Linked DNA regions of Mus musculus: all the other regions are linked to region 1. A link is a contact called in public ChIA-PET and promoter capture Hi-C data. All regions are on one chromosome and are shown on one strand. Each heading gives the region's core, a stretch centred on a gene start, on an enhancer-like site or on the middle of the called end of the contact. The rest is flanking DNA. Distances are from core to core; before and after follow the strand shown. Region 1 holds the start of Plp2 (proteolipid protein 2). Region 2 holds the start of Was (Wiskott-Aldrich syndrome). Region 3 holds the start of Rbm3os (RNA binding motif protein 3, opposite strand). Region 4 holds the start of Usp27x (ubiquitin specific peptidase 27, X chromosome).

The links. Promoter capture Hi-C pulls out the DNA fragments that hold promoters and counts their contacts. ChIA-PET counts read pairs in DNA pulled down with a chosen protein or histone mark.
Region 2: an RNA polymerase II ChIA-PET map of memory CD8 T cells shows a contact between it and region 1, with 15 read pairs. The contact joins the promoter of Was here to the promoter of Plp2 in region 1. A contact is called at or near these places in 5 of 39 promoter capture datasets (cranial neural crest, embryonic stem cells, liver and 2 more), 2 of 115 datasets of contacts at active chromatin or transcription factors (memory CD8 T cells and pancreatic cancer cells) and 3 of 9 other capture datasets (adipose tissue, liver and pancreatic islet).
Region 3: a contact with region 1 is called in a promoter capture Hi-C map of pre-B cells, with 3 times the contacts expected there. The contact joins the promoter of Rbm3os here to the promoter of Plp2 in region 1. A contact is called at or near these places in 6 of 39 promoter capture datasets (the C10 cell line, fetal liver, liver and 1 more) and 2 of 115 datasets of contacts at active chromatin or transcription factors (effector CD8 T cells and memory CD8 T cells).
Region 4: a promoter capture Hi-C map of embryonic stem cells shows a contact between it and region 1, with 3 times the contacts expected there. The contact joins the promoter of Usp27x here to the promoter of Plp2 in region 1. A contact is called at or near these places in 5 of 39 promoter capture datasets (the SN4741 cell line, cranial neural crest, embryonic stem cells and 1 more), 1 of 484 Hi-C or Micro-C datasets (embryonic stem cells), 7 of 115 datasets of contacts at active chromatin or transcription factors (the NIH/3T3 cell line, embryonic forebrain, embryonic midbrain and 3 more) and 2 of 9 other capture datasets (liver and macrophages).

Annotation. Positions count from the first base shown.
Region 1 is chrX:7,668,513-7,674,648 of GRCm38.p6, forward strand. It overlaps Plp2 (proteolipid protein 2), which reads right to left and starts at 2,878. Exons shown (of 5, transcript NM_019755.5): 1 at 2,631-2,878; 2 at 1,091-1,246; 3 at 903-998; 4 at 415-505. The coding sequence starts at 2,726. Magix (MAGI family member, X-linked) reads right to left here. Exons shown (of 6, transcript NM_018832.2): 6 at 4,654-6,136.
Region 2 is chrX:8,088,938-8,094,897 of GRCm38.p6, forward strand. Was (Wiskott-Aldrich syndrome) reads right to left here and starts at 1,554. Exons shown (of 12, transcript NM_009515.2): 1 at 1,354-1,554; 2 at 907-1,047; 3 at 319-405; 4 at 99-201. The coding sequence starts at 1,491.
Region 3 is chrX:8,143,356-8,148,693 of GRCm38.p6, forward strand. It overlaps Rbm3os (RNA binding motif protein 3, opposite strand), which reads left to right and starts at 2,072. Exons shown (of 3, transcript NR_033561.1): 1 at 2,072-2,376; 2 at 3,137-3,263; 3 at 4,201-4,609. It overlaps Rbm3 (RNA binding motif (RNP1, RRM) protein 3), which reads right to left and starts at 2,525. Exons shown (of 7, transcript NM_001166410.2): 1 at 2,283-2,525; 2 at 1,600-1,717; 3 at 1,218-1,324; 4 at 493-592; 5 at 303-396. The coding sequence starts at 1,702.
Region 4 is chrX:7,373,888-7,379,410 of GRCm38.p6, forward strand. Usp27x (ubiquitin specific peptidase 27, X chromosome) reads right to left here and starts at 1,943. Exons shown (of 1, transcript NM_019461.4): 1 at 1-1,943. The coding sequence starts at 974. Gm14379 (predicted gene 14379) reads left to right here and starts at 2,038. Exons shown (of 2, transcript NR_026741.1): 1 at 2,038-2,396; 2 at 2,637-4,155.

The DNA.
Region 1 (6,136 bases), core at 1,628-4,127:
GAGGAAGAAAGAAAGCATCGATGAATCTAGAGGCCTATTTATACAGACAGGAATGCTGACACATGGCATTTCATGACACAAAAGACATTAAGAATCAATAAGGGACACAGTTGGCAGTCATATCTTCCCCTAGGAGGTCCTTTTCCTTTTTCTTCCTTTTTTTTCCCTTAATTTTTTTTTTTTTAAAAACAAAAAAACCAAAAACAACAACAAAAAAACAGGTTCTAACTATGTATACCTCTGGCTGTCCTGGAACTTACTATATTGACCAAGCTGGCTTTGAACTCACAGAGATCTGCCTCCAGGGTGCTGGGATTAAAGGTGTTTGCTCCCACTGCCCAGCCCTTTTGTTTGTTTCTGCTCTCAGTGTTCATGCACACACGTGTGCACATACGTGTACACACACACACTTACCAGTGGGAGCTGCTGTATGTCTTTGCTGCTTTAGAGGGAAGGTGATGTATGCATCGTAGCCAAAGAGCAACGTAGCAAGTAAGCCCAGTATCTGGATAGATAGGAGTGAAGAGACTGGATTAGGGGGCATTGCTACTGAGCCCCCATGTCTTTGTATCCACCTCCAGGGAGGGGCCCTTGTAGGTTAGTGACGCCAGTCTCATGCTAGGAAGGCTGGAAACCTCTGGGACTGGTCAGAAGTCTGAATGCTTACTACCTCCCCATCTCCCCAATACCTCTCAGCACAGGACAGACACCCCCATTGCCCCATATGCAGAGGGCTTGCTTCCTACAACTAGAGACAAAGTTCTAGCACGTGGTAGTCTAACAGGTTGACAAAGGGGCTGCCTTTGCCTCTCACAAGATCTGTGTCTGACAAGGGACAGTGTTTTCACACCAAATGATCCTTGCTGCGGCCAGACTTTGCATCTGTTTCTTGGGCCCCTTACCCCAGCGACAACTCTGGAGCTGCCTCTTCCTTCTACAAGGACAACAATGGAGGTGATCAGGTACAGGATGGTTGCTATGAGGGATCTGAAGAAGTCCTGCGAAGTGGGCCAAGAAAAAGGTGAGAGCTGCAGACCATTCCAACGTCCCAACCCCTGCCCAGCCCCGGCACTGCCGGCCCCTTTCTCACAGTCCAAGGCCAGTTGATGAATGATATCTTGGAGTGCAGGTCACACGTGTAGAAGACAAGTAAGACAGCAGCACAGATCATCTCAATCACCGACAGGGAGGAGTAGGCCGATGTTGTAGATGCACTGAAGCAAATCAAGATCACCAGGCACAGTATCTGAGAGGGGAGCAACGGAGCTCAATCAGCCACGGGTTAAAAGCAATGGTTTAAATTAGAAAAGAGGGAGCCGGGCTTGGTGGCGCACGCCTTTAATCCCAGCACTCAGGAGGCAGAGGCAGGCGGATTTCTGAGTTCGAGGCCAGCCTGGTCTACAGAGTGAGTTCCAGGGCAGCCAAGGCTATCTATACAGAGAAACCCTGTTTTGAAAAACAAAAAAACAAACAAAAAAAAATTAGAAAAGAGGGCTCTCAAACCTAAATATCCATGGGGGAGGGGAGGAAATCTACTTTCCAAGATGTAGCTCAGTGGCTGAGCATTTGCATAACATATGCAAGGCCCTAGGTTGCACCCACGCTCCAGAGACGGTAGGGGAGGATGGGGAAGAAAGAGAAAAAAAAAAAACATTTTTCTCAAATAACTACCAGGAGTGAGAAAATGACATCTGATAATTACGAAACACCTCTCGCATGCTCAGTGTTCTTCCAAGCATTGTCTAAGGGCTTTACACGTCGTATTCCACTTAATCATCACGAGAATCTAATGAGCTAGATACATTTATTTTACACAGGAGGAAAGTGAGTCACAGAGAGGTTAAGTGGCTTGCCCAGGGTCAACCAGTAAGAAAAATGCCGAATTATGTGCTTCAGTTCTCCTTTCCCTGAGGGGAGTGGCTCTGCCAGGTGTTTTGTGAGCGCTTGTGGCGCCAGCGTCCATGCCTTGAGGGGGAGGGACGTTCGGTTCCCCAGGCAACCCCTTTGGGAAGGGGGGGGGGGGAGACTGACACTAGAAGGGCAGGGCTCCGTTAAAGGAACCGCACCTCTTTTATGAGTGACCCAAAGGCGGTGCCCACTTGGAGGGGGATGGAAAAACCAAGGTTCCCTATAACCATCCAAAGAGCAAAGGACCTCCCATCCAGTCCCAAATGGGCAAGGAAGAACTGGCGAAGTGTGGAACGCCCTACCCTAGAGGGGACTAGCTCTACCCCACCCCAACAGGCCCCGCCTTTAGGCGCACTGCCAGCCCGCCAGCTAGTGCCCAGGCCGGCCACGCCCTGCCACGAGAGGCTCCCACTCCCCAGGACCCCTTCTCTCCGACCACTATGAACCTACACCCACACACGCACCCACACATCCCCAGCCCCCAACATTAGTTATAGATAACTCACCTCACCAGTGAACCACCAGCTCTCCACCCCTTCGCCCATGCCCCACCGAACGCCCTGCATCTTGGCTGGCTTCGACCCTCCTCCACAAACTCACCCACCTGCATCCCACTGGCAAGCAGCTGGACCACGTGCCTGCCTCAACCGCCACAGTCCCGTACCCAGTGGTCCAGCCTGCACACTCAGCCTCTACCCAACCTCCGGCCGGGGAACACTCACAATCTCAGCAAACAGGAGAATTCCCTTTTTGGTGCGCGAGAAGCTGGTGCAGGCTAACCAGCAGCCGGGGGCCGAGAGACGCTCAGAATCCGCCATGGTGGTGTACTGGAGTCCCTGGGACGCAGAAGCTCTGCTTTCTGGCTCACGGGTTCGAGGTCGCTGCACACCCAGCCGTCTGTCCCGCCGTCTGGCCGGGAAGGGGGCCCCCCGGGCAAAGGAGGGAATGAATCACCGCGCCTAGCAAAGCAGGCGGGGCCGGAGGGGGCCGGGCCAGGTGGAGGCCGCCCCGGAAGCCCCCTTTGCCCTGCGGCCGAAGACGATACGGGTCCCGCACACAGCCTTATCTACAAGGTGCCTGGAAACTCCAGGTACCAGGAGCAAGAATATGTAGACCCTTCACTTTTTCTTTCTTTCTTTCTTTCTTTCTTTCTTTCTTTCTTTCTTTCTTTCTTTCTTTCCTTCTTTCTTTCTTTCTTTCTTTCTTTTTAATGCAAAAGAGCTACCGAGGGAATCTGGCTTTGGAAGGGAGTGACTCGATTTTCTACTTTTGAACTTAGCCAAAAGGTCAAGAAGTAATAGTTTCCTTAGCTGAAAAAGGGGTAGCTGAGGCCCTGTTTAAACTCGAAATTCTCGAGGCCAGGTATGTTTCCTGAATTCGGAGTGCTCTGAATTTTAAAAAGTTTTCCCTTTGCATAGAGCAGTGGTTCTCCACCTGTGAGTAAGGACCCCTTTGGGGTCCAACGATCCTTTCACAGGGGTCCCTTGAGATCATCAGAAAACACAGATGTTTACACTGCAATTCCTAACAGTAACAAAAATGCACTTATGAAGTGGCAGCAAAAATAATGTCGTGGTCAGGAGTCCTACAGCATGAGGAACTGTATTAAAGGGTCGCAGTTTTAGGGAGGTTGAGAACCACCTAACAGGCAGGGTCTGAGGTAGTAAGACTTAATTCCCCCTGGATCTGGTGTAATTGTTCACAATAAGTGAGATGAATAAAAATTGAAAGGTGTTTCTGATTGGGTCAGGTCAGGTTCTGTAGTCAACTGGTACCAAACTGGGATGAGGAGGATGCAGTCAGTTCCCAGAGTTTGGGCAGTGGTGGTGACAGTGCTGCAGAGACTGGGAACGGAACCTGGTGATCGACCTGGTGGATACTAGTGACTATATCATCAGTCTGCTTCGAGCCTAGCCCCCCCAGTAACCCGTGCTGGCCAATTCCAGGCAAGACTTCTTCTCGGCCTCGGTACTGGACCTCTGTTTTATGGTTCTGAGAAGAGAGGCCAAACAAGCTTTAGGGAAAGACTAGAGAAAGCACACATTTTTGCTGAGAGTTGGGCAAGGTAAGGGGATGGTCTTTGAGTATAATTTGGGGTACAAACGTTGACTTTTTGAGGTGTGTTCCTAAGCAATTAATTAATTCCTTCTGGCCTTCGTCGTGTCTAACTCTGAGACATGTGCCTGGTTACCTGAAATCAGGACACTCCCCCCACCCCAATGTGTTCTGGACATTGGTTTATACTCAAGTATAACGCAATCACTGAAAGGCTAGAATTCACCCTAAGGTCCTGCCTGCCCCGCCCCAAACATAGGTCCCTTCCAAATGAAGAAAGGGGTTCCCTTTTACAGTCACCATTGTTGAGAGAATGCCTGAGTAATGGAAAGGTTGAAACATTTTCCCCAGTGTTGAGTGCCTGCATTCAAGCAGGGACAAATACCTGAACTTGTGGAACATGACAAACTTAGCTCTGGCCTCTGTACTCGCCGTTCTCATAACTGTCGTGCCCCTCCCCCACAGCGTTGGCTTCATTTGGCTTCTGGTCTTTCAGGTTCCACTTCAAAAGCTGTGTCTTCAAGCAGGCTAGCAGCCCACCACCCCTCCCACAGTCTAGCTGGTCCTTTTTGCTTTGATGTTGTTTGTTTGAGCCAGTCTCTCACTGGGTAGTCCAGCATGGCTTAGAACTCGTGATCCTCTTGTCTTGGCTGGCCACGTGGAGAAATTACAGGAATACAACAATCTCCAGCCATAACCTTTATTATTATTATCATTATTATTATTATTTCTGTAACTATCAATTCTCTTGGAAGTTATCTTTTATGGATTCTTGTCATTCTTGTCTGACACTGGTCTACTTTTACTATCCCTGGAGTCACTGTAGAACTACTCTAGAGCAGGTATATGGTCGAGGTTCAACTGGGACTTGTCAAATACGGTTAAGATTATGAGGAAAGGCTTCCAAACCAAGCTTTAACTAATCCTGCTTTGAGCTCTCCACCATCCAGTCTATTTGCGATCGCTGGGCCTCGTTTTCCCCCTTTGGGAAATGACCTAATGCTGAGTAGGCATGTAAGTAGATGAAATAAAAACCCCCATTAAAGCTAGTAGCAGGGTAAAGCTAAACTAAGTAAATGGTGGCTGAGGTTACTATATTAGTCCCCTGGGTGTGGCTGTTTAGGAACTGTGTACTAGAACCCTTTCCTGACTTCTGGGGAACCATACTCCCACTGTACTCTGAGTCACATGTCACCACACACTAACACTTCAAGTGCTCACTTTTTTATACCCCAGCTGCTAGCTGTCCCTGTTCGGATTGCAGTCTGCCCCACCCCACCCCCACTGCCACCTGAGACTCAGGACCTGTCATTTCTCCCCTTCCCCCCCTCCTCCTTATGGGGTGGGGGGGAAAGTTGCCTGTTTAGACCACAACTTCCCTCTTTGGGGGATGGGATTGAGGATGCAGGATGTGGTTAGCAGCAAGGTGACTGGACATTTGTAGCATTGGCCAGGACCTGCTTTGTGGCTCCCTGGGTTGGAGTCTACTGTCCATATAAGCTTTTGACAGTAGGATTCAACTCCCAGGGCGGAGGAAACTTTAGTCTCGTCCCAGGCTAGGACCGCCTGGTGCAGTTTGTCACCGTCTAAGGAAAAGAGGAGGCGTGGCCCAAAGACTTCTTCTAACAGCCCTTTTTAGCCTGGCCTACTGGAGGCGCTGACTCACACCTTCCCCGCTCTGTCTCCAAGTGGGGTCCAAGGCCCCAGCCCGCGCCCCTGGGACAGCAGTCTATACACCACAGTTAAAGCTAGTTTTTCCAAGCCGGAAGTGGGAGACCACAGACTCTGGGTGGAGGAAGGCGCCAGAATTCTAGATTTGCTATCTTGATGTCAGCTAAGGGTCTGAAGAATTCCATGCGGGAATCCTGAGTTTACTGGGACACTCCCACAACAGGCCTACTTCTGCATTCCCCACATCACAAGCAGTAATGTGCGTACTCGGAAAGTGAAATGAATGAATGAAGGGCAGGGATTAGCAAAGCAAACTGGGAAGCAAGCAGAAATAAAGACCCATCTGGAGGCATGAAGGAAGCTGCACGTAGCTTTCGGGTGGTTTCGAAGGGACTTCATCGAAACCAGATCAAGCCACCCCTCCCTTCCAGGGTGGACTGGGAAACCTCACCCCGCCTAGAGCACCTAGCAAGTCAGAACTGGATCCAACTATTTTATTACC
Region 2 (5,960 bases), core at 304-2,803, 420 kb after region 1:
GAGAGCCAAAACCATGAGAGGGGCTTTTCCAGCCTCACACCCGTGCACTCACCTCTGTCTAACCTACCTCCCCCCAATTCCCACCAAGGCCTCCTTACCTCCGCTTTGCCTCTGATTCCTTTTTTGTATCTTCTCCTGCACCAAGGCCCGGAAGGCCTGGGCTTCACTCTCATCCGCAAAGTTCAGTCCTACTTGACAGTCCTATACATGCCTTGGGGTCAGCAAACTTCTAGTACGCCCCCCACATCCCCGGGACTTTCTCATCTCCTCCCCATCCCCCCCAACTGCAGCGCAAGGATGCACAAGCTGCTCACTTACATCTCCAGCAAAAGTGTGGAAGAACGGGGTGGGAGTGAGATAAACCAGCTGAGAGTACAGCTCCTGTTCCCAGAGTAGCCGACCAGCCTGGAAAGTGGGGGGAGGTGCATGCTGAAATCCAGGCATCTTGGGTGGCAGACCACTGGAGCATGGTGTCCAGGTTTGGTGTCCCGGGGTTTTATTTAAAGCTCTTCAGCTTCAGCTCACTATCAGAGTTTGGGTTCTAGGTGTCTGAGAGTCAGACACCGATATGAGAGATATGGGTTTGGGAGCCAAAGCCTATATGTAGGAGTTGAAGGCTCCACGTTGTGAATTTAAGATTCCAGTTCTAAGAGTATTCAACATGATTTAGAACATATTTGAGGCTGAGGCTCAGGTATTTGTGGAGCAGATCTAAGTCTTGATATAAACCTTCTGAGGTCCGTCTTCTTAGACTCAGAATGAGAAAAACACAACTTGGGATCTGTATTGGTCTTTGGTTCTGGAGCTCAGGGGGTCACTGATATGAGTGAAGGCTTGGAGCTGTGGACAAAAACTGGTTTTGTAAGTTGGGAACTAGCTTTCCTGTCCAGTGGGGCATGGGGTCACCTGTAGGCCATAAAGGCGGATGAAGTAGGACTTCTGAGGGTTATCCTTCACGAAGCACACAGCCCCGCAGTGTTCCATGGTCCAGTGCTCAGCTCCAGGGGGCAGTGCCAGGTAGAGCTGAACAACTGTGGTAGCCAGTGTCTAGGAGGGGAGAGCAGGGGTCAGTGCAGTGTGCTCATGGGTCACCAGGCCTGGTCCTTGCCTGCCTGTGGCTTTCATGAGCTTGGGGAAAGAGCTGTAGCCAGGAGGAAGGGGAGTAGACATCAAGATAATGGGGAGTGAGTGAATCTGAGGAGAGGAGATGGGGAGAAGGGGGATACAGGGATGATGGGAACAAGGAGAAGGGAAATATGGGTAAGAGGAGGAAGCAGAACGGGGAAGAAGAAGTAGAGAGGAAGAAGAGGAGAGGGAGGGAGACTGGGAGGACCAGGAGATCTCCCAACTCACCCAGCATTTTCGGCCAAGAAGCTCAAAGAGTCTCTGGTTTTCATGGTCCTGGAGGAGGTTGGAAGGAATGTTCTGCTGAACGGCTGGTCCCCCTCGGCCCCCAGGCCTGCCTCCTACAGGGCCAGGGCCACTATTCATGCTGCCTTCTGCCTTAGTCCTCTCCAGCTAAGCTCTGGGTGCAGGGTAAGAAGAGGAACTTCCGCAGTGAGCAGGGGAACAGGAAGTACAATAAACCACAAGGGAAATAAGTCCTCCAGGGCCCCCCAGAGGGCCTGTTCTCCTCTCTAGGACAGGCATGGGCCCTCCTCCATTTGCGTGGCTAGATCCAAGTTTGTAATGAGCTCAGGGCATCTTCCTTTCTTCTTTCTTCCCAACGTCCTCTCCCTTTTTGTGCGGGGCCATTTCCTTCTGACAGGCTTAGATCAGCCTTGCTCTAGTCGGACACTGAGGGAGAGCTACGCCATCTGCAGAGCTTCTCCTTCAGGGTAGCTACGCAGAGAGTAGTCACAAGTCTGTGTAGCCTCCTTCCGTCTTCCAAAAGCACCGACTTGGCCTGGGGTTGAATCTAAGGCTCCAGGTGCTAAAGGGCCATTGCATTACAGCTTTTCCTTTTAAAGGCATATTGAGCCGGGCGTGGTGGCGCACACCTTTGACCCCAGCACTCAGGAGGCAGAGACAGGCAGATTTCTGAGTTCGAGGCCAGCCTGGTCTACAAAGTGAGTTCCAGGACAGCCAGGGCTATACAGAGAAACCCTGTCTCGAAAAACCAAAAAAAAAAAAAAAAAAAAAAAAAAAAAGGCATATGAACTAATCTCTAGCTTTGGACGTTGCCAATGATATAGAAGGCCATGACTCACTTCCCCATCTTTTACTCTTGCCCCCTGTAGCTCCCTAATTACTTTCTTTTTCATTTATTTATTTCATGTATGCGGGTACACTGTCGCTGTCTTCAGACACACCAGGAGAGGGCATTGGATCTTCATTACAGATGCTGTGAGCCACCATGTGGTTTCTGGGATTTGAACTCAGGACCTCTGGAAGAACAGTCAGTGCTCTTAATCACTGAGCCATCTCTCCAGACCCCAATTACTTTCTTTTGTAAAATTTATTTTTATTTTATGCGCCTTGGTGTTTTGCCTACATGTATGTCTGTGTGAGGGTGTCAGAGTTACAGACAGTCCTGAGCTGCCATGTGTGTTCTGGGATTTGAACCTATGTCCTCTGGAAGAGCAGTCAGTGCTCTTAACCACTCAACAATCTCTCTAGCCTAAACTCAGACCCCCACCCCTTTTTTGTTTTTTGTTTTTGTTTTATTTGGTTTTTGTTTTGTTTTGCTTTGCTTTGCTTTGCTTTTGTTTGTTTGTTTGTTTGTTTGTTTGTTTTGAGACACGTTTTCCCTGTGTAGAGCCCTGGCTGTCCTAAAACTCACTCTATAGACCAGGCTGGCCTTGAACTCACAGAGATCCATCTGCCTCTGCCTTCTGAGTGCTGGGATTAAAGGCCTGTATCACCATGCCTGGCCCTAATTACTTTCTTTTCAATCTCATTCGGGAAGGAAGGACTTGACAGTATAAATAAATAAATACTAAAACAACATCTTGATTGATTTTTTTATTATGTTGGGACTTTATGAAAGTAGGGAACCTTTGAAGGCTTAGTTGTCTCCACTTTTGGTGATAAGGATTGGCTCCCGGGCCTTGACCATGGTAAGTACGTGCTCTAACTCTGAGCTGTACCCTCATGCCTTCTGATCCCATTGCCTAAGGGAGGAGGCTGGCCAGTTGGGAAGGAGGGTACCAGGGGTAGGGACAGCAGTTTGACATGCCTAAGCAGCTTTCAGATGTGGGTACAAACCTTTGAATTGGATGTCCTCGGGGCTGCCTGGAACTTGACTGTCTATGCCTGCAGGCACAAGGTCTTCGATCCAAACTCAGGCTCCAAATACCTTTTGAGATCATTCCTTCAACTTCTTCCAGCCTCTCACCCAGTCTCCAAATAGTTTATGGGGCCCACAGCATACAGAGCTACTGACATCTCCAGATCTGAAGCACCTTACAACCTGATTCTTATTTTCTTTCATTTACGGGGGAGGGTGTGGGACCTATAGAGTTTCACTTAGTCCAGGATGACCTTGAACTTGTGTAACTGTGGATGATATTAAACTTCTGACCATCCTGGGGATTGAACTCAGGACCTCTAGAAGAGCAGTTAGTGCTCTTAACTTCTGAGCCATCTTTACCTCCTCCCATATGCTGGGGTTACAGATGCCATCATCCCTGGCTTTTCCAAGTACATATTTGGCTTTAAAAAACCATTGTAGGATGCTGGGTATGGTGGCACACACTTTTGACTCCAGAATTCTGGATGCAGAGGCAAGAAGATCACTTTGAATTTGAGGCCAGCCTGGTCTACATAGTGAATTCTAGAAGAGCCAGAGCCGCATAATGAGACCCTTGCTCAAAAAAAAAAAAAAAAAAAAAAAAAAAAAAAAAAAAAAAAAAGGAAGGAAGGAAGGAAAGAAAGAAGAGAAAAAGAGAAAAAGACATTCCAGGCTGTGAGTGGCCCAGTGTGGTAGAGGCTGTGGTTTAATTTCCTTTATTGTGTGTATATAAATGTGTACATTTCAAGGTAAACATCTCAATTAAACTGGTTCTACAATAAATGCTTTTCAGACTGACTTCTGACTTTCCATGTAGTTAAGGCTGGTCTTGAACTTGTGATCGTGAAGCCCCAACTCCCCAAATACTGAGATTACAAGCATGTGCCACCATGATTTAGGGGATGCTGAGAATCAAACTCAGGGCCTCCTGTGCCAAGCCACCGCTCTACTGACAAGGGTTCTCTCATCTTAATGGTACACACTGAATGATGTTTACTAAGAATTTCTAGGGCTGAGCAGTAGTGGCGCACGTCTTTAATCCCAGCACTTGGGAGGCAGAGGCAGGCAGATTTCTGAGTTCAAGGCCAACACCTGGTCTACAAAGTGAGTTCCAGGACAGCCAGGGCTACACAGAGAAACCCTGTCTTGAAACACCCCCCTCAAAAAAATTTTTTTAGGAACTAGCCCAAACTAAACACTCAAGAAGTATGTTTGTTGGGTATTGTGGCACACACATACAATCCAAAAATTTGGAAAAGAGAGGTAGGAGGTTAGCCAAAACTACCTAGTGAATTAGAGGCTGGCCTGGGTTACATGAGACCTGTCTCAAAAAGAAAATATGTTGAAGGAATAAATGGCAGGATTAATAATCTTTACTCTGATGATGTGTGTCCTCAAAGAAACTTGTCCCAGGTTTGTTCCTGTTGTTTGTTATTCAGGAACCTTCTAAAGGGGCTGGGGAGATGACTCAGTGGTTAAGAGCGCTGACAGCTCTGGGGATTGAGATGTTGCTCAGAGGCTGCTCTTCGAAATAGCACCGGGCCTGCCGGCAGCTCCTATGCTTCTGTAAACTCCAGCTTTAGGGGAATCCATGGACCCCGGGCATACACATAGTGCATAGGCATAGATGCAGGCAGAACACTCGCACGCATGGAATTAAAATCAACTCCCTTACTCCTATGGTTCTTTTGTTCTTCATTTTCTTCCTGCTTCTGTAATAAGAAGAAGCCCAAGAGATGCCCCCTTTACTCTACAGCACATGACGTTAAGCCCCCATGCTTCTGCTAGTTGGTATTTTTAAAGTTAACATTTGACGGTTGTGATTCTGAGTGTGTTGGCACAAACCTTTAGTTGGGAGACAGAGGCAGAGGCAGAAAGATCTCTATGAGCACCAGGCCAGGGCTGCTTGGTGAAACCCTGTCTCAAAAAACAGAAAATTAACTATGATTGTATTTCTGTTCTTATTTATAAGTAGCACACAGAATTAAAATTTATACTTTTTCTCTAAAAAAAAAAAAAAGCAAAACAACAACAAAAAGAAAACCTAAATCCTATAGTTGTTTAAGATTTATTTATTTAACGTATGTGAGTATACTGTCACTGTCTTCAGACACACCAGAAGAGGGCATCGGATCCCATTACAGATGGTTGTGGTTACTGGGATTTGAACTCAGGACCTTTGGAAGAGCAGTCGGCGCTCTTAACCTCTGAGCCATCTCTCCAGCCAGCCCAGCTTGTTTCTTGTTTATAGTGATACTTTGCTTTATAATTGGCCTTCCATGTCTGTGACTTTAAATAATAAAGGATTTTAAATATGTGAACGCATCTTGCTTCTGTACTAAATATGGTCTGAATAATCGAGAATTCCTGGGAAAAGCTGTGAATCCAGAATCTACTTGACTGGATAAAGCTGCACAGACAGGAAGAGCTTGGATAGTACCTTATCCTTGGGCTGGTTTTAGCTCCTAGAGCAGCCAGCCATTTCTCACCCACCTTTGTGTCAGAACTAACATCCTGTTAGTAGAAGATAAAAACCTTTGGGAATCTATTGAAGTAGCAGACTGTTTGTTCCCACCAACATAAAAGCTAGGAATACCATCAGATAGCACCTTGGGCTGATAGAAAAGCTTCTGCCATCTTCTGAGGTACCCACCAGTGTATTTTCAACGTGTCTTGATTTATGACTGTCTTTGTTCTGTAAAACTACAAAATTGGATGAAACTGCTTG
Region 3 (5,338 bases), core at 822-3,321, 470 kb after region 1:
ACAAGAATGTATTCTACATTGTAGACATTAAACACTAAAAACTATACATGTCATGTTTCATAATAGCAGATTCACAATAGAAATGTTAGTCAGTTTTCAGGTGATGGAGACTGTATTCTTGAGATTGGTACATGGTGGGCACGGGCAATTGACCTTTGATATATCCAAGCCACATAATACTCTTAAAAAATGTATAATAAACAGGATACATAAAATATGAGCACTATGTAAAATTCCCATTTTCAGCATAAACTAGATTTAAAAACACTGGTACCTGACTATCCCAACCTCTCAATACCCACCTGCCACTGTAGTCTCTAGACCGCCCATACCCATATCCATATCCTCCAGGACGACTGTCATATCTTCCACTTCCATATCCCTGGTCTCCACCACCTACAGAAAAATATTCAAATAGTAGCTGTTCAGACATAGGCTCTTAACATTAAATAGCGCTACTTAATCTCATAATCAAACCATGACTGCACTTACCTCTAGAGTAACTGCGACCACGCCCACCAAAGGCACCCCCTCTGGATCCCCTGGCAGACTTTCCTGCATGATCAACTCGGATTTGGCGCCCATCCAGGGACTAGGTATGGGAAGGAGACAGACACAAGGAATTGTCAGTCACAGTAGGGATGAGGGAAGAATGGGCACAGGCAGGTAGGTGTAGGCAAGAGCCCAGAAATTCCTGCTGGGCACCAAATTCTGGGTGCCTCGTCCAAGCCAAGCTCCGCTGACCAGAATGGCTTCACCAGGAGCTATGGAATCCCACAAAAAGACCTGAATCCACCGGTCTCCCCTGCTACTACTTACATCTTGACTGAACTCAGGCTGACGTATCCTCCCCACTCCTCTAAGCTGCCCGACTATTAGGGCTAGACACCTCTCTCGGTCTGAGGCTTCAGAGTCCATCCCAGCAGACTCACGAGGTCCTCTCCGGTCCTCTGCCAGGCCCACAGCTCTGCAGACTCTACTACCTAAGCCCAGAGCAGGTCAACCATCCACAGGTGGCTTCTCCGCCTCATGCAGGACCAGTCGTCGCCTCCCAGGCAGCCCGGCTCTGTCTGCCGCTGCCCTCCACCCCCTAGAACAGAAGGCAGTCATGCTCCTGTGAGTGGCCACGCTGCCCCTGGCAGACATAGAGGGAAAACAGAAAGAACGAAGAAAGTGGCAGACAGGGAGACGGCCCCTGTGCAGGCAGGAGGCCTCACCTCTCCATTCATAGCTCTCATCGCATCTGAGGCATGCTCTGGGTTTGTGAAGGTGATGAAGCCAAAACCCCGGGATCTTTGAGTCTCCCGGTCCTTGACAACAACCACTGGGGGAGGGGCAGAAAGACAAATGTTAGAACCCTAACATCTAAGTAGAAAGTAATAGCCAGGCACAGCCACAGATCAAATAGCACTTGGGAGAATTAGGACCCCGCCAACCCCCCCGCTCCTGTTTAAAAAAAAAAAAATCCTGTATCCAACTGAATTTATTTCAGCCTAACCGTTACCGTACAGACATGGAAGTTAAAGAGAATTTCAGGTTTTAGTTCTAGACTAGCTCTTCTCCACCAACCCTCAACCCCGGGGCTGGTCCATGGCTCACCCTCAGAGATAGGCCCAAAGCTGCTGAAGTGGTCTTCAAGTGCCTGTTCATCGGTGTTGAAGTTGAGCCCTCCTACGAAGAGTTTCCCTTCTTCAGACGACATGGCAGAAGGCAAGTCCTAAAGGGAGTGCACGAATTATTGGGGAGTCAATGTGGCAGGTAGTGAGGTGTACAATATCCGGATACAGAGAATTACAGCGAAGACAGAAAATGGGTTAAAAGAGACAATTCAAATGGCAAGAGGCTCGGGAGCAGAAAAGGCGGGAACCAGCAAGGCTGGGTGAGCCCATCCGCCATTTGATGACTCCTATCGCGCATGCCCACAACATCCCAGGCTGCCACGCCCGTCATTTTGTACGGTCGCGCAGGCCTACAGCAGCATTGCATTTCCTCTTTCCCCGCAGAACAAGATGGCGGCGGTCACGTGGGAAGGGACAGCCGGTACAGGTTGGCGCGTGGTCCCCGCCGCCGCCCGAGCCCGTGCCTTCCGGCATTTCTCCCGTTCCGATGCAGCACGCCCGCCTCACAATGAATACATTTTTGCCTTCGAGCCTGGGACTAACCCTCCTCAAAGCTCAAGCCCACATATCAGCGGCCACAACTCTTCCTGCCCTCGTCCCTCGCCCATAGAGGGCAAGGAAGTGAGGTGGGGAACGAGCGCTGAGCAAGGCGAAGGCGCTTACCTGGAAATTAAAAGTCAGAGGACGGCAGAGACGACGAGCTCGAAGGAACCGGGAGAACAGAGAGACTGCGGCGCGGGAAGACGCCTGATAAAGCGTGCGTAGCCGAGACGTCACACAACGTCCCCCAGCGCGCCCTGGCGTGCGTGCTCATTGGTTGAGGCCAGCGGGGGGGGGGGGTTGGGAAGAGGACGAGGAAGGCGGAGGCAGCAATTTGCCTCGCCGCTTCCGGGAATCGAGAGGAGCTTTATGAGTTCAGTGCGTTCTCCTATAAGCATCTCCTTTCTGCCCGAGAGACTGGCCCCCTTTCCATCTCAAACGGTTGGATCCATAGAGCCTTTTCCTCCCTGACGTCATTTTCAGTGTTTTTGACGTCATCTCTCCCTTTCCATAGGAAGTCCTAACTGACAGTAGGTCGGTGCCAGCGAACTGCCGTCCTCAGAAACCAATCTTTTCTTTTTAGACCTTTAACTGCATATCCCTTAAGGCCCCGAGGCCTTCAGAGTTCTTCCTGTCAAACCTTACATTTCCGAATGCTTAGCCCCTCCTCCTAACATATAGCTGTGTGTTAGCGGACTCCTTCCCTTGGTGTCATCCTCTGACTTAAGTTTGCATCCTTATCTGACAGTCTCTTTACGCCTGATAATGCGTTCAGCAAGCCAGGTAGCCTAGCTTCAAAGGATGCAAATCTCAATCCACTAAACGAATTTTACTCTCTATTCGGGATACTGGGTCTTGATCGAAAGGATGAACTTTTGCAGTACATAATGAAATCCATAGCAAGTAGTGTCTAAGTCCACTGCCTGACGATGTGATCTTTCCCAGCCTTCAGTGCCTAATAACTTGTTTGCCTCCAGGAACTCTACATTGTTGACTCCTAGAATAAATTTGTTCAACATTGTAAAGGCCTGCCTCCCACTCCTCCACCAACCCCACCACAAATCGATTTGCTACCCTTTGGATGCCATTCATCTGTAATTCCTGGTAAGCTTATTCCCACATTTCTCAGTGATTTTCATGGATTTTTATTAAATTTGTAAGTAGTTATCTTTAGTTGAATACTTTTTGTTGTTCTAATATTTCTCACCCTGTGGTCTGTCCCTCACTGTATGCTCAGGTCACCCTGGAACTCATAAAACTTTTGCCTCAGCCTCTTCAGTGCTGGGATCATCACCACAACCAGCGTGTCTGTACTTTTAAAGAAATCCTCCCTGCCCAGGTCCCAAAGATACTCTTCTGCAGCTTATTACGTTAGCTGTATACTTTTGCTTTTAGTTTAAGGTCCTCAGTCCTTCTATAGGGTTCAGCTCAGTGGCAGAGTGCCTTCCTAGTATGTGCAAGTCCCTTGGCTTATATCCCAACAAAGAGAGAGAGCTGTGTCTGCTTTTACTGTGCCATTGAACCAGATGCCTCATCACCATCTATCAGAAAACTGAGGCAGGGTTGTGAATTGGAGCTTTAACAAGTTCCAGGCTAACTTTAGCTAGCCTATGGTGAGACCCCGTATTCAAATAAGCAAACAAAAATTGGATGATTTTTGAAATTGCATTTAATGTAGAGTTGAGAATAACGTCATATTACGTGAGGGTTTAAGGTATGTGCACACTGATACTGTTCCCATTAAGATCTGGCACTTTAGTTGGGTATGATAACTTAGACCAGAAATCCTAGCACTTGGGGAGCCTGGAGCAGTAGGTTCTTGCATTTAAGGCCAGCCTGGGCTACCTAATTAGTTACACCCATCTGCCAAACTCCCAAGAAAAACGCCAGACAAAAGAATTGGAGCCTAGTTCTCTTGCCCCTTGAGTATGGACTGGACTTAGGGGAGCAATTATAATGTGCAAAATAATTGAAGCACAAGTCAGAGTGTGTCGTGACTGGGTCGCTGAAAGGCACTTTGGTTTTCTGTTCTCTCATGCAGGCTGAGCTTTCTGTGACATGTTTGCTGGTTTATCAAGAGCAGTCCTAAAGAGGGGACTAAAGTGACACGGAACTGTGATATACTGCCAAGAGGTACAGGAACAGGCCTTCCTAGAAGTGGATCCACACCTACACTACTGTGTAGGCTGACACCTGGATGGATGGTATATGAATGCTATGAATCAGAGTCACCTAGCTAGGCCAATCCCAGAACCCCGACCGTCTAAAACCACAGATGTTTGTTTTGTCTTGAGACTGTGTAACTCAATTTGTGAATTGGTGCTTAGTTCCCTTGCCCCTTGAGCCTCACACAGGCTCGAACTTAATGCATGCAGCAGCATGCCTGATATACTCATTAAGCTTTGTGCTAATTTGATATCAATAGATACCTAATACATCTTCCCAGCAAAGAGCATGAAATATCTTTATTTACATCACACACACACACACACACACACACACACACACACACACACACAGAGCAAGTGTAGGGAAGGGAGGGAGACAGGGTCTCTATGTAGACAGGGTCTGTATGTATTCTAGGTTGGCCTGGACCTCACCGCATAGCCCAGGATAGCTTCACACTCTCAATCCTCCTACCTAGCACTACAGATGTGCATCACTGTGACTAACTTTATCTATTTATTTGAAAATGGGATATTGCTAAGTCCCCTAAGAGGGCTCAAACTCCTGGGCTCAAGTCATCCTGCTTCAGCTTCTGGAGAGGTGAGACTAAAGATAACTATCGACTAATTTTGGTTTTGTTTGTTTGTCTGTTTTTGTAGATAAGTGTCTTACTATATAGCCTGGCTGGCTAGGAATTTGCTATATAGACTAGGCTGGCCTCTAACTTACAGAGATCTGCCTGCCTTTACCAAGTGTTAAGATTAAAGATATGTGCTACCATACCCAGCTAGACAAATGCTTAGCTACACCCACAGCCTTTAATATTGATACTCCTGAGTTTACCAAGGCCTTTTTTGTGCCCTAACAGTATGTAATTTTGTAACTGCTAATATAAAAGGTGTTTTTCTCACTTATGTTGGAAGATTAGATAGACACCGTGTTAGCTGTTCTTTTGTCAACATGACACAAGCGGGGCATCTGGGCAAAGGGAACCCCACGTGAGAAAATGTTTC
Region 4 (5,523 bases), core at 693-3,192, 300 kb before region 1:
GTAGTGATCTTGCGCCTCTGTTTCGCTGAGTGTTCAAACCGTTTGAAATGAAAGCAGGCAACTACTGGTAACTTCTTCATAGTGAGCTGTTTGGTAGATTCTTGGTAGCTTTGGCAACTACCACACTTGATTTTGGCACTACTTCCTAAGTGCTCTGGCCTTGTAAACCTTCGCAAGCAGTCCGTGAGAGTGGTGATGCCTGGGATGTGGCTTTCGCCATTCAAACTGCTCTCCCTCCCAGGGCTCATGGGCCAGAAGGATGTGCAAGAGCCAGGCAAGTCCAGACTAATGTCCCAGCATGGGTCTATAGTGGTGGAGACACCATGGCAGGCTTGACAGGTGACATCGGACTGCAGGCCACCTGTGAAGATTTGGTCTATGATGCAGTTACAGTGGTTGGGGTTGCTGGCCACCTTGCCAACATCGTCACCTTTGCAGTGCCTATGCAGGACATCTAGCGCAGCGATGAGGAACTCGTGGGCATCCTGCTGCCTGTACCCTGCTAGATGACGAGCGTGTATCCACACCAGGTGCAGTAACTTATAGGGCACATGAGGAGATGGGTTTCCAGAATACAGCTCCCGAAAGAGCGACGACATCTCACAGACCAGACACAACTCAGGGCTGGGCATTTCACACCGGTGCCTGTCAGAGAGAAAGAAATCTCTCAGTATTGGAGTGTGGGTCAAGGCCTGGACAATGCAGTTCATAAAACACGTGTTGCCAAGATTAATTAGTCCTCGTAAGCCGATGGTAAAGCTGGAGGCGATCCTTCTTCTCCGTGGGTTGTGCCCCAGAAGTTCTAGTTCAGGTTTGGTCGTTTCCCAGGTGGGATATTTCTCCCCAAGTCCCGGCACTGAACACTGTTGCTGAGAAACCTCTGTCGAGGTGGACGCTTGTAATTTCAAGGCTTCTCCTTGCTCTTCTTTGGCAATTTGCTCAATGTCTATGTCATACACATAGTCTTTACACATGAAGCAGTATATGCCTCCATAATAAAGATCTACCGCTAAGTTGTGCTGTTTTGTCTCAGCGTGCTCGTGGATGTGTTTCTCTGTGAAGCAGCCAAAGAAGACGCAGGAAAGGCAAGAGTGGAGTCTGTTTAAATGGGTGCCACACACATGGCAGACGCACGACTTTGCCTTGCTTTTCCTGGTCTCTGGGGTTCCACACCACACGAAGCACTGGTAGATAACCCGCAATTCCTGCCTCCAGTTCTCTCCCACCTTAAAGCTGTTCACGTGGGAACAACCTGGTGGCCCCACAGCAAAATCCACATCCAGGCATCCGCCCCCAGGACCACGCCGGGGCCGGGGCCGGGGTGGGGGCCGTGGCCTAGGCTGCGGCGGGGTACGAAGCCTAGTCTGGGGCCGGGGCCGGGGTCGGCGGCGCGGGGCACGACTGCGACGCGGAGAGGGATCAGGGGGCCGCGGAGGGTCGGAGGGAAGGGTGGGGGGAGGAACCTCGTCGCCGCTGCCGCCAACACCGCTCTGCGCTGGGTTCTCATCCTTCGGCTCCTTCTCGGGCTGCCTCTCAGGCTCAGGCTCAGGCTCAGGCTCAGGCTCAGGCTCAGGCTCCTGTAAGGGCTCGGGTTCGGGCTCCGGCTCGGGCTCCGGCTTCTGTTCGGGTTCCGGCTCCGGCTGGGGCTCGGGCTCGGGCTCCGGCTCGGGCTCTGGCTGGGGCTCCGGCTCGGGCTCCCGCTCCGGCTCCGGCTCGGGCTCCCGCTCGGGCTCCCGCTCGGGCTCCGGCTCGGGCTCCGGCTCGGGCTCCTGCTCCAGCTCCAGCTTGAGCTCAGCCCCGCGGCCCGGACCCTCCGCGATCTCCACCTTCCCGGTGGCGTCCACCTTCCCTGCTGTCTCCACCTTCCCGGTGGCGTCCACCTTCCCGGCCGCCTCCACCTTCCCCTCCACCTTCTCCGCCTCCACCTTCCTCTATGCCTTCTCTCCCGTCTCCGCCGTCTCCGCCTCCTCCAGCCTCCTCCGCCTCCACTGGCTGCGACTCCTCCCCCTGCTCGTGGGGCTCGGGCGGCCACTGGGCGTGGTGGCGCGGGGGCCACGCAGACCTGGGGTGTCCCCGTCCGGACTGAGGGAGCGCGGTGGTTGTGGCAGCTGGACCCAAAAGGGACTTTCACTGAAGGAGGCGGCAGCGGAAGCAGGCGACGCCCCCGGGAATGCTCCCGCCGAAGCCCCCTAGCGGAGGCCGCTTCTGCAGCCAGGCCCCGTTTCCTTTAATTCAATATTTCCCAAACTTGCTGGTTCACGACAATCACGTGGGGGAGCGTGTTAAAATTACAGATTCCTCGGCTCCACCCGCAGGCCTACTGAATCAGACTCTTGAAGGGAGGTACTCCGGAACCTGGATCTCTAACTAGGGCCGGAGAAACTGCTAGTGATCAGGCAAGTTTGGGAAACACAGCTCTAATTCATTGAGGCTGGCGGGAAGTGGGGCGGGGACCGCGCAGTCTCTTTAAGGCGCTTCCAGCTCTCCGCTCCAATCGCTGCTCTGACCCCCTAGGCGGTCTCCTCCCCTCTAGTACTGCCCTCAAGGGTGCAGCTTCCCCTAGCCTGTGGGGCGGGGGGCCCGAAGGGTTGTCTTGTCTAGAAACGTTTCTGAGGCCATAAAATATCCCTTCACAGTCTGGTACTTGAGAATAAAGGCGGGAGCTCCGACATCCATCATTCCAGCGGCTGAACCTGCCTCCAGCAGCTGAACGTACCCCCAACATGTCTCAGTCTCCCCCTCTAGGTCCAACTCCTGCTCTCCCAGAAACGATGAAGCTCAAACTTTACTGGGGACCAGCCTGAACCCCAGATCTAGAGGGACAACAGTGCTCCCAAGGCCGCTCCACCTGAAGGGACATGTCTCTTTGAGAAACTTATCAGCCCATCCTGTGCTGGCTCCTTGCCTCCCACTCAGGCTCCAAAGGCCCTGGGTGGGATGACTGGTTGACAGCTGGCCTCCAGATACAGCACTCCAGATACTGAGCAGCCTGTGGGCAGAAACAGTCACTCCAAGGCCAGCAGGGGAAACCAGACACTGCAAGGCTGTTCCTACAGGTTGCACCTCCCTTACGCTGCAAGGAACCCAAACTACAAAGTCTGAGACCCATAAGATTTAGCAGAGTCTTGGGTGGGCAGCACGTAGGAATAAAGCGGGTATCTTTGGAGCTGCCAGTGAGGAGAGAGTCTGGGGGCCTGCTGTATGAAAAGCAGCATCATAGAGCCCAGGAAGAATGAGTCCAGAACAAACAGCTCAGGTCTTGGGCAGAGTGGGGATGTCAGAAGCAGCTGCAACTGCTGCTTCTGGAGGGTGCAGCCAAAGGCAGGGATCAGCACGTGGGGAGAGAGTGAGCTAAGAAGAGTCCAGTGCCTCAGTGTGACAGCCGGCTGTACCTGGTGCACATGGATGGTCCTACTCTAGGGGGCTCTGCTGTCTACAAAGCATCCCTGGTCAGCATTGGAAATCAGCCTCCACCTGAGTCATGCTTCATAGAGGAAGCAAAGACATACTCCTTGGGGATTAGTCAGGGAGCTGGAGCCCTTATGGAGGCTGTGTGGTTCCTAGCTAGCCTAAGGCTACCTTAGTGCCTGCCTTCCCTAAGTCAGCTCTGTTTTCAATTCCTTGAAGTGTCCTTCCAACAAATGCCTGCCCTTTGTCACCTGCAACTAGAGGAAGTCCAACCAGTATGGCTACCAAAGGAATGATGCAGCTGCTAAGAATGACTGAGCTCATGGAGCACGAGTGAAGAAGGCAAGGAAGGAGAACGTTCATCCTATCCTCACAGGCTACCAACCAACAAAGAAATCTAAAGATCGCCATGCTTAGGAGTCCTGCTGCTGAATAATGGCTATGTAACCCAGTTGCCCCACTACTCATCAGCTTCCTGTGAAGCTCACAGAGGAACCTGGGCACTGCCAAGGCCAGAAAACTCTGGAAGTGGGGGGCTCTGCCATCATTCACCCCACCATCTATGGCCAGGCACTAAGAGCTATGTACTATGTATTAAGAGCACTGAGCCAAAGACACCCCAGGATTAGATTTGGCTTTCCTAAAAGGAACACACATGCTAAAGAAGTGGCTTTAGGACAACTAGCAGAAAAGAAGCACCAAATATTTAAATAAATAAATAAATGAATGAATGGATGAATGAATGAATAAATAGTAGTTGAGTACTTTTCTTTAAAAAAAAAAAGTTGCCCCTCATTGGAAATTTTGCAACTTAGTGATTATTTTCTTACATTCATTTCCTCATTGTATTCTTCCTTTACTTTAATCACCAGTGATACAAGTCACCATAATCTTTACAGGTATAGAGCTTGTATAGTCTGGACTTAGTCCTGGGCAGACATCACCGCCTCTGCCTCACAAAGACCTGCATAAACCTACAGAAGACCTTAAGAAAGACAGCTTCATGAGCCTAGGAGTTAAAATACTGTTCTGTCCACAAGGTGGCAAAAGAGTAAATGACAATCCCTAGTAAATTTTTGTGTGTTTATGTAAAACTTGGTTTATATCAAAATGCTCTCTAAAAATATTTTGAAAAATGTGGTCTCCTTCGCACAGTTTTTGGTTGACATCTAAAGTTTTGCATCGTAAATGTCACTTGGCTGCAAAAACGTAATTTCTGACAAGTGTTAACCTTCAGAAATAAAACTGTTATGTCAGTACGTTACACAAATCTGGTGAATCCTAAATACGTTGGTGAGTTGAGAGCCACCAGCATCTGCTTTAAAAACTCATAACAGAGCTCTTTGACAGTTGCAAGTTTTATTTTCTCCTGGAGTTTTTAATTCTTCTCTAGTCTTCCAACAACAACAACAACAAAGCCTGACCCAATACCACACGCTTTTGCAGTTAGAGTGATTTGATGGGCGCTTGTTTCCATGGATGAATATTGCTTATTGCTAGAATGAGACAGGACTGAACATCATGTCCTTCCTAATGTGTGTTTGCTGAATGTGAACACAGAGAGACCTCTTTCATTCTAAATGGGAATAGGCATTTCTTTCAGAAACATCATGCAAGCCTTTGCATCCTTTTGGAAATATCACACAATGGTTTAGCTTCAAAACTCTTTCTTGTGATTTCTCAGCTAAGGACTCCACTGGGGTTTCCTTCCATTTTATTGGAAGCAAACAATTAGGAACCATCTGAGGTGCAAAAAGATTCGATTCCCATTCACCGTTAGAGCAATTTGCTGGCTCACCGTAGATGTGGTGTTCGGAATTGTCTCTCTGGCACCCTGAGGATTTTACACCGCAGGGTAGTGCACGCAGGTGAGATTCGGGATGGGAAAAGGCGCTTTTCTTTTGTAAGTGCAAAAAGAAACATGTGAAAGTGGAGATGGAAAAAGAGAACCAGCTTGACTCCTCTATCACAACTATGTTCTCTGGCAGATCAATTTTAAAACACTACATATAAAATAGAAAGATGCAGAAACTGATTCCCTTTGGTTTCTCATACTCCTGGGTAATGCACACTCCACTTTGAAAGTGTCTCATTTTATATTTCTTGCTGTAAAAG